Linked DNA regions of Mus musculus: region 2 is linked to region 1. A link is a contact called in public HiChIP or PLAC-seq data. All regions are on one chromosome and are shown on one strand. Each heading gives the region's core, a stretch centred on a gene start, on an enhancer-like site or on the middle of the called end of the contact. The rest is flanking DNA. Distances are from core to core; before and after follow the strand shown.

Region 1 (4,007 bases), core at 792-3,291:
AGTTTAGGTAGATTGTATCACCTTTCTATGCCTTAATTCCCCTGCTTATAGAGAGAGGAACTATAGCACCTAACTCCTAGGATCATGAAGTCGGCATTAAAAATGAGGCAGTGGAATGTTTATAGCATGTAATAGTAACCACACTATTGGCAATTGTTATTAAAGTCAGAAAAGTTGGCTTTCTGTCTCCATTCATTCATTTCCAATTGATCTCAGACGGACCCCTGTTGTCCTGGATGCCTCAGAGTTGTCCCTAAGTTGGAGCTATGTTTCCTTATCAGAGGAAAAAAATGTAGGTCTGAGAGGAATGATGTAGGCGGAAGTGGGTTGCATTTTATGAGTTACTGTGCACATGGGTAATGTTTTCATTTCAGATGCACTTGAATGCTTGGTTCTTAAAGGCAGGGATGGGTGGTTTCTTAACTTGCCCCAATCATTTATAGAAATGAAGATACTGGAGGGCATAACTGCCCAGAATATGAGTCACTGGGCTAGAAAGCAAGTATCATTCTTAGAAGCTACTTTGGCCTGGTCAGTTTGCCAACTTTAGGGCCACAGGATTCAGTGCAGGCCTGGGAAGGAGTTCTTGGGCTGTCAATAGGCTTTTCTTTCTGGGGTTGTGATCTTAGGCATCATGAAGCTAGTGACTCCGTGCACAGCCCTGTAGTGTCTCTAGACCCCTCCCCACAGAGAGATCTGGAGGAATTCACCTTAGTGGCTAGGGTACTTTGGGGCTTTTAGGAATGGAGAAAACAACTAGAAGCAGACTGTACAATTGGCAGAGCTAAGATTCGCTGTATCAAAACCTCCCTGCCCGTGGAGCAGTGAAGAGGCTGGCTCTGAGGTCAGGGCATCCTGCCCAGGGTCTGCCTGTGTCTACAGCATGCTCAGTATGTCTGGGTCTGTGGGTTTTGAAGGTCAAGTCTTTGTTTACTTCTGTTCCCTCTTCCTTGCCCTGTCTCTTCTTGGTGCAGTACATCTTAGACTACATATACAGTAAGCAATAGATTGGGACAAGCTGACCTGGATGGATTTCCCAGTCATAGCTTCTTTGGGTACAAGCAGAGGTAGGGAATCTGTCCATCTCTGGCCCAAGGAACATGGGAGACCCTTTTACGAAGAGCAGACAAAGTGGCTCTGAAAACATAAGCCAATGACAGAGTTTCCTGGGTTGTTCAGGTGACTGCAGAGGGGCCTGGACCCTCTGATGGAACTACCACCGCGTCACCAGGTTGCCCTTGGTATGTAGCTGAGCCTTAGGCAGAGAAAGATTCCCTTCGATTGGTCTGACCTTCCCTCTCTGATTATGAGTCTTGTGCCCCTCACTTTTTTCTTGGGGAAGGGGCCTTCCTAATTATATCCCCCTCAGTGCACATGGAAATGAGTTTGGATTTTCTGAGCATACACCAGCTGGCTGGGGGGAGGCAGCCCAGAAGGCTGCTGGCTGGGGAAGGGAGGAGAAAGGAGAGGGAGAGGAGGGAGCCAGGCCAAGATGAAAAATTCCCAGTGTTCTCTCAGGCAGAGCAATCGTGGGGCGTTGTGGGCACCCCACACATCTTAGACCTCCCCTCTCTCCTCCACAGAGGAAAGCATCCTGCTCCGGCTGATAGGATCAGCAGAGAGCTGCGTCCCACTCCCGCAAGCCCATTCTATGAGAATGGTTCTCTGACTACAAACCACTTAGCTGACAGCAAGGGGGGTTGTCCGGTGTTAGACTCATCCATGCGCTGAGAGATCCTTACGGATTTCCTAGGCCTTTCTTTCCACTGGGGCGAGGGAAGTGGAACTGAAGCCCAGAGGAGGGATGGGATCTGCCCCTCATGACAGATCACAAGTCTGTCTTCTTTGCAGCTGGGTTCTCCCGGTGGAGTTGCCCGCGTGCGGGTAGCGAAGGTTTTCCTGGCAGCGGTCACCGCACAAGCAAGGGGCCACCGGCAAAGCTAGAAAAGGCTGCGAGGGGCGGGGGGGAGGGGCGGGGTGGGGTCAGGCGCTTGACTCCGCCTCCTGGCGCTAGGTTCTGCCTGCGGCCGGGCGCTGTCTCAGTCTCGGCTGCTTGCCGCTGTCGCTCCGGGGCTGCGGGATGACGCCTCCTCCTCCCGGACGTGCCGCCCCCAGCGCACCGCGCGCCCGCGTCCTCAGCCTGCCGGCTCGGTTCGGGCTCCCGCTGCGGCTGCGGCTTCTGCTGGTGTTCTGGGTGGCCGCCGCCTCCGCCCAAGGCCACTCGAGGAGCGGACCCCGCATCTCCGCCGTCTGGAAAGGTAGGCGGCGCCGCGCGGCCGGCGGGGCGCGGGATCGGACGCCTTGCGGGGCGGGTGCAGAGTGTGCGGCACCCGGAGAGAGTGCGTGTGCGCAGCTCTGCGGGTCTCAGGCTGGCCCCGAAGGGAGCGTGTGGGTCCGGGTGAGTGTTTGTGAGTGTGCGTACTGTCACGCCGGAGCGGGCTGGAGCGCTGCAGCGTGCGAGCGAGTGGCTGGGGCCCGGGCCCAGCTAAGTGGCGCTCCAAGTCCAACGGCAGCTCTGAGCCGGAGCCGCAGCGCCCGAGCGCGGGGGGAGGCTGCGGGCCCCTGTCTCACCGAGGCTCTTTGGCTTTCCGCCACGGGGTCTACTATACAGAACCCTTCTTTCCCCTGGCCAGCTTCATCACCCCGACCTCCTCCTTGCAAGCTGCGAGCTCTGCTGGCACGCGGGGCTCGGGCTCGGCTGGTGAAGGGGGCGCGGACCCATTGCCGCCGCCGCTGCGCTCGGGCTGCGGGAACAAAGACCCCGCCGCCTGCCCCCGCCCCCGCCCCGGCCCGGAGCGCGGGCCAGGCAAGGGGGTGGGCACCCTGCGGCGAACCGGGACAAGGTGCGGTGCAGGGGCTCCGAGCACCTGGGCGCTGTCTCCGTAATGCTAGGACCAGCCGCTCCCCCCTTGCCCGCACGTGGCAGTTGTCACCAGAAATCGGCACTAGCACGGGGAGGGGGGACAGTGCCCATTGGGTGGGGCGAGGCCATTGGGACCCCCAAGCGGCGTATCTGGGGAGGAGTGTGCATCCTTAGGACTGTAGTGAATATGAGAACCTGAGGGACTGGAGTCTTTCCTTCGGGCATCGCAGTTCAGAACCACGGACGGTGGGACAGAAAGCTGGCTAGGTTGGGGTTGGAGGCTTTCTGCCACTAGGGACTGAGCTCCCTCCCTGCATTGCACACAAATGCCTCCCCGCCCCCAGACAAACTCAGCTCTGTACCCAAATTTGGCATCTCTGCAGCCCCTCCCCTAGTGGTGATGGGGGACTCACACCGGGGGCTGGGGGTACTTGTCCTGTCTGTCCCTACTGTCCCTTTGATGCCTTGGCAGTTTGCAGGGATTGCGGAAGTCTGAGCATTATCTGGGGCAGGTATTCTTAGCAGAGGGGGGGAAACCCACATAAAATGAGTGGCCCGAACTGCCGCAGCAGCTGAGAGAATGTGACTTGCCCAAGGTCACTGGGCAGTGTGGGCACTCACTGTGCCGGAGGGGTCTCTGATCTGACTCTGGATCTGTCCTGGGCCAGGTTAGGGAGAGGAGAAGGATTTAGATGGTTCTCCAAACCATAAACGTGGTACTCTCGTCTCCAACTCCGCCATCCAGCCAGAGGTGTAACTGGTGGAAGAGGAGCAGTTTATCTGGACCTCTGAACATCCAGTTCATGGTGGATACTTGCACCCTCCACAGTCGCACCACTTCAGCCTCTTTCTCTGTCCCTGCCAGCATGTTAACTTCCTCCGTCCCCTTGTGTCTTAGACACATGCATATGAGTATGCCAGAGGAGACAAACGGTTATGTCTGAGTGTTCTGGAATCTCCCTCTGTATCAAACCCCTTTCATTTGATTGTGCTTGTCCCCCCAATCCTTCCTTGACCTCCCGCCACATACTTAATGCACACCCACTTGTTAGCACTTAATGCATGTCTCTCCATCCCTGGCACTTAGTCTTCCCTTACCCTCAGACTATTTAAAGCTGCTCTCAGCCCTCTTACCCACTTTCAG
Region 2 (4,296 bases), core at 1,374-3,873, 220 kb after region 1:
TCTGGCCCCAACCATATACATCTCTATTCCTGACACTCTTCTTAGGGCTACAGCCCAGGCCTTCCCACCACCTTACAAACCCTTTACAAAATGCAGAAAGCAATGGTTAAGTTTCTGTCTCCCTCATCCCATGGGCTAGTTTGAAGACAGTAAATCTGCAGCTTGGTACATGTTAAGGCTTAGTAATGAGTCTGGGCTCCCCTTCCATGCCACATATGTCCTCTGGTTCTTGTCCTGTGTTGGCACAACTCTCACATATGGCCATCCCACCCTCTGATAAAGAGTCTTTGATCCCAACAGAATTCTAAGCAGATGAAAGCAGAGCATCAGAAATGCTGTTTGTTTATTTATTTATTTATTTATTTATTTATTTTTCTGCTACCCAGACTGGCTAGCCTCTTCAGAGGAGGAGGGGGAGTAAGTGTCTCAAGAGGCAGGCACATGCTGTGGGGCTTGGGGTGAGAGGAGAGAAAGGCCCAGTGAGGGATGATTTCCATATCTCATCAGAGAGCATCTAAAAACAGGAAAGCTTTTAGCCTGCCCAGCCATGGCCCGTGGTACCTCCTTTCCAGATCCTGTACTGGCCACTCCAGACCCCCTTCTAGCCCAGCCCCAGTGCCCACCTGGATGGCCTCCACAAGCTCTTTACCTCCATGGCTAGAACTCTCAAAGTAGGTCAGGTTAAGACATTGTTGTTGCCCTGTTAGCAGGCTGCCCCTGCTAGGAGCACAGGCAATGCTGTTAGCAGCAACTAGCACTAGAGATGATGAGTTTTGGGATATAGTTCTATCCTAGCTGCTAGTTCTGAGCAGATCTGCAAATTGGAGTAATGAGCGGCCTGGATGAGCTTAGAAAAGGTGATAGGAAAATGTGAAGTCCCCAGGCTAACCTCAGGCCTCACCAATTCCAGACCTCGTGGTGTTAAGACGGAACATTGGCAGGAACGTGATCAGGGGGAGTTAGGAAGGCCCTGGAGCTGCTCTAGCCAACCAGGGCAGGGTGTAGTTAGAAGTAGAAAAAGGAGAGAACAAGCAGGCTTTGGCCTAGCAGAAGTATGCCAGAGAACTGCTGCGCAGGCCTCCCGTCTGCTGCTATTGCAGCTTCTGGGGGCCCAGCACGGCTGAGGTAAATGATAACCACGTTGTCTTCCGGTCCGGATGGCTGTACCTCGTTGTCAACCGTATAGCAGCCCTTGCCCTCCACTGCTTTGCCATGGAACTTGTGCCCCACAGCATCCTCTCCCCCCTCACCTGGGGTGGCCAATGCCACATTTACAGAGCTTTCGGCACTGCCTAGCTCATTGGTGGCCAGGCAGCTATAGGTGCCCTCCTCCAGCTTGCCAAAGTCAGGGATAAGCAGGCTGCCATTGGCAAAGGCCTGGAAGCGTGGCTGCCCACTGGTTGCAAGGGCACCAGGCAGGGCACGTCCATCAGTGCCTACATTAGGACTGGCGATCTCCACCGTGCCGCCCGGGGTGTGAATGTGCCAATGGAGCTGGGGGACTGGCTGTCCATCCACGTCACAGTGGAGTGCCAGCACGAAGCCAGGCCGTAGCTCTGCTCCATCTTGGCTGGGCTGGTAGCTTAGTTGCACTGAGGGAGCTGAGCAGGGCAGGGGTGGCAGGCGGCCTAGTGGGATACCCTTCAGGACGTGGGGTGTAGTACAGGCAATGTTGTCCTGTTCTGGAATAGACACCGCTGAGGCCAGGGCCCATGTCTTGAACCACACGATGCCACAGGTGCAGTCGAAAGGGTTGTCATTGATCTGCAAGTGGGACAGCGCGGTGAGCGGTGCGAAGGTGCCCTCGGCCAACGCGTGCAGGCGGTTGTGGTTGAGCTGCAGGGAACGCAGGGCGCTGAGGCTGCTAAAGGCGTCCCGAGGGATGAAGGCTAACTCGTTGCTGTCCATCTTGAGCAGCTGCAGAGCGCTGAGGTTGTGCAGGTCGCTCCAGGCAAACTCAGAGAGGAGGTTGTGGCTGAGGTCCAGACTCTTGAGATGGCTCAGAGGGGCCAGAGCACCAATAGCCACCGAGCGGATCTCATTGTGTGCCAGCCACAGCGACTGCAATAGGGGCACTTCCCTGAAGGCTCCCTCCGGCAGGCCTGGCAGCCTGTTGGCTGACAGGCTCAGTGTGGTCACATTGGCCGGGAAGCCCGGTGGCACACCCTCTAGGTCACGATAGGCACAGTCTGCAATCTGGAAGCCATACTTCTCCCCACAGTCACAGGGCTCTGGACAAGCTCGCACCAGGTTCAGGAGAACAGCCCAACAAAGCAGGCACAGTGCCCGCATGGTACGTCCTACGGGGAAGGGCATGCCACCCGGGTGAGCCTAGGATTCATAGAAAGGAGTTGTCCCTCCTCAGATCCCTGCCCAAACTCTCCCCGTTAGAAGGCCCTGTTCCACATAACCCAGCCAGAATCCAATACCACCTAACCCACCACCCTCACCCCAACAGGAGAAGAAACCGAGGCCCAGAGGAGGGCTGGGACTTGCCAAGGTCGTGTGTGCAGTCAGTCAGGATGAAGACAAGATGGAAGTGGACCCCAGCTTCTCCTTTGCACACAGCTCTTTCTGCCTTGGCCTGTTCCTAGCTGACTTTATGACTTGAAATCTGTTTTCCAGCCACCCCCTTCCCCCCGCACTGCACAGAACCTCCCTTCTGCCCTCCCACATCCTGGCTACAGCTCCTCCCACTAGAGCCCCCCATAGGTATGTTTTGCTTCCCTGGTCCAGACAAGGCCCCTTGTGCAATGCACACACACACCCTCCACCCCTCCCACTCTGTGGCCTGTTCTGTTCAAACTATCCCAGGCAGCTGCCTAAATAAACCAGCTAGGACCTCTCAGCTAAGGCAGGGGGGCCAGAGGCTCAGCTCAAATGCAGCTGGAAATTCTGGGGTTGAGATTGTCCAAGCAGATGCTCTGAGCAGGAGCCTGTTCCAAGTCCCTCAAACCCAGAGGGATGTGCTAAAAACACACCCCTAGCTTCCTCGCTCCCAGCCACGGGGGCCCCTTCTTTCCTGACTTACCTCCAAACTGTTCTTCTGAAGTCAAGCTTAACAGCTTTTAAGATGGAACCAAAGCATCTAAGGACTGGATTGCTCGCAAGTCCACAGGACCAGGACTGCTGGAGGAGGGGTCTGGCTGGTTTGCACACCCGGCTCAGGGTGCACGGGACAGCTCTAAGCAGGGCTGCGGGGGAAGGCTCTGTGCTGCTAGACTCCTTTCAACAAAATGAAACTGAGTTTCAGCAACAGGGACTCTGCTTCATAGCTGACACTAGAAACTGGACAGGGAAAGAGGCCAAATTTGGGGTTGTTCATGTGTTCTCTCTCTCTCTCTCTCTCTCCCTCTCTCTCTCTCTCTCTCTCTCTCCCTCATCTCTGAAGTTCCAACTTCTTAAAGTCACAGCACTATCTGTGTAGGACCCAAGAAAAGATGAGGCCAGAAAGTTGGGTTGTTTTTGTTTTTTTGGCTTTTTTTTTAAATAGGGGAAGGGTGAGAAACTGGATTTCATGGAAAGTGGGAAATTTCTAACCTCGCTTCCAACAAGAAAAAAAAAAAAAAGCAGCCCCTTCTTCCTGCCTGGCTGTGTTGGTGTTTGTGTGTGCTGTTGTGTGTGCACTGTGGGCTTGGTGGTAGTGGGGAGTGGATGGATGTCACTGTGTGTGGATAAGTCTGTATATTAGAGATATGCAGTAGGAGATGTGTGTGTCTGTGTGGGACTGTGTGATGGTGGTTTGTATTTGGACATGAATTAGTCTTTTCGTGAGTATGTATTCCTGTGTGTCTCTCTTAATGTCTGTCTGTCTGTCTGTCTGTCTGTCTGTCTGTCTGTCTCTCTCTCTCTCTCTCTCTGTGTGTGTGTGTGTGTGTGCTGGGGCTTCTTGTTGGAAAACTGTAAGGACCAAAGTGTAGGGAATAGCCACCAAGCTCTAACCCCTGGTCGAGAAGCCAAAGTGTTAAGCTTTTTTTTTTTTTTTTTTAAGTAAATATATCCTGAAGTCTGAGGCTGTTGGGCAGGGAGCTCCCAAGGCAGCAGCCCAGCCCCACACTGAGTGGGCTGTATGTGCAGGCAAGATGACAGAGATGACAGCATGCCTGACAGAGAGCAGAAATCAGCCTTGGCAGAGGTGTCACTGGCTGGGGATTCTGAACACCCTGGCTTGCAGACAAAGAGGTTCCACGGTCCAGGACCCAGCACTCAGAGCAAGGCTTCGGGGCCTCATCTCAGGAACAGTCCCTGTGGCTCAGTCCCCTTGGTGTTGAAGTCCTGTAACATGCTAGACAGTAT

The links. HiChIP or PLAC-seq counts read pairs in DNA pulled down with a chosen protein or histone mark.
Region 2: a contact with region 1 is called in an H3K4me3 HiChIP or PLAC-seq map of embryonic stem cells, with 4 times the contacts expected there. The contact joins the promoter of Islr here to the promoter of Sema7a in region 1. A contact is called at or near these places in 1 of 39 promoter capture datasets (embryonic stem cells), 1 of 484 Hi-C or Micro-C datasets (embryonic stem cells) and 2 of 115 datasets of contacts at active chromatin or transcription factors (embryonic stem cells and pancreatic cancer cells).

What each region holds. Positions count from the first base shown.
Region 1 is chr9:57,938,071-57,942,077 of GRCm38.p6, forward strand. It overlaps Sema7a (sema domain, immunoglobulin domain (Ig), and GPI membrane anchor, (semaphorin) 7A), which reads left to right and starts at 2,042. Exons shown (of 14, transcript NM_011352.3): 1 at 2,042-2,258. The coding sequence starts at 2,081.
Region 2 is chr9:58,155,931-58,160,226 of GRCm38.p6, forward strand. It overlaps Islr (immunoglobulin superfamily containing leucine-rich repeat), which reads right to left and starts at 2,624. Exons shown (of 2, transcript NM_001195431.1): 1 at 2,497-2,624; 2 at 334-2,300. The coding sequence starts at 2,292. The coding sequence ends at 1,006.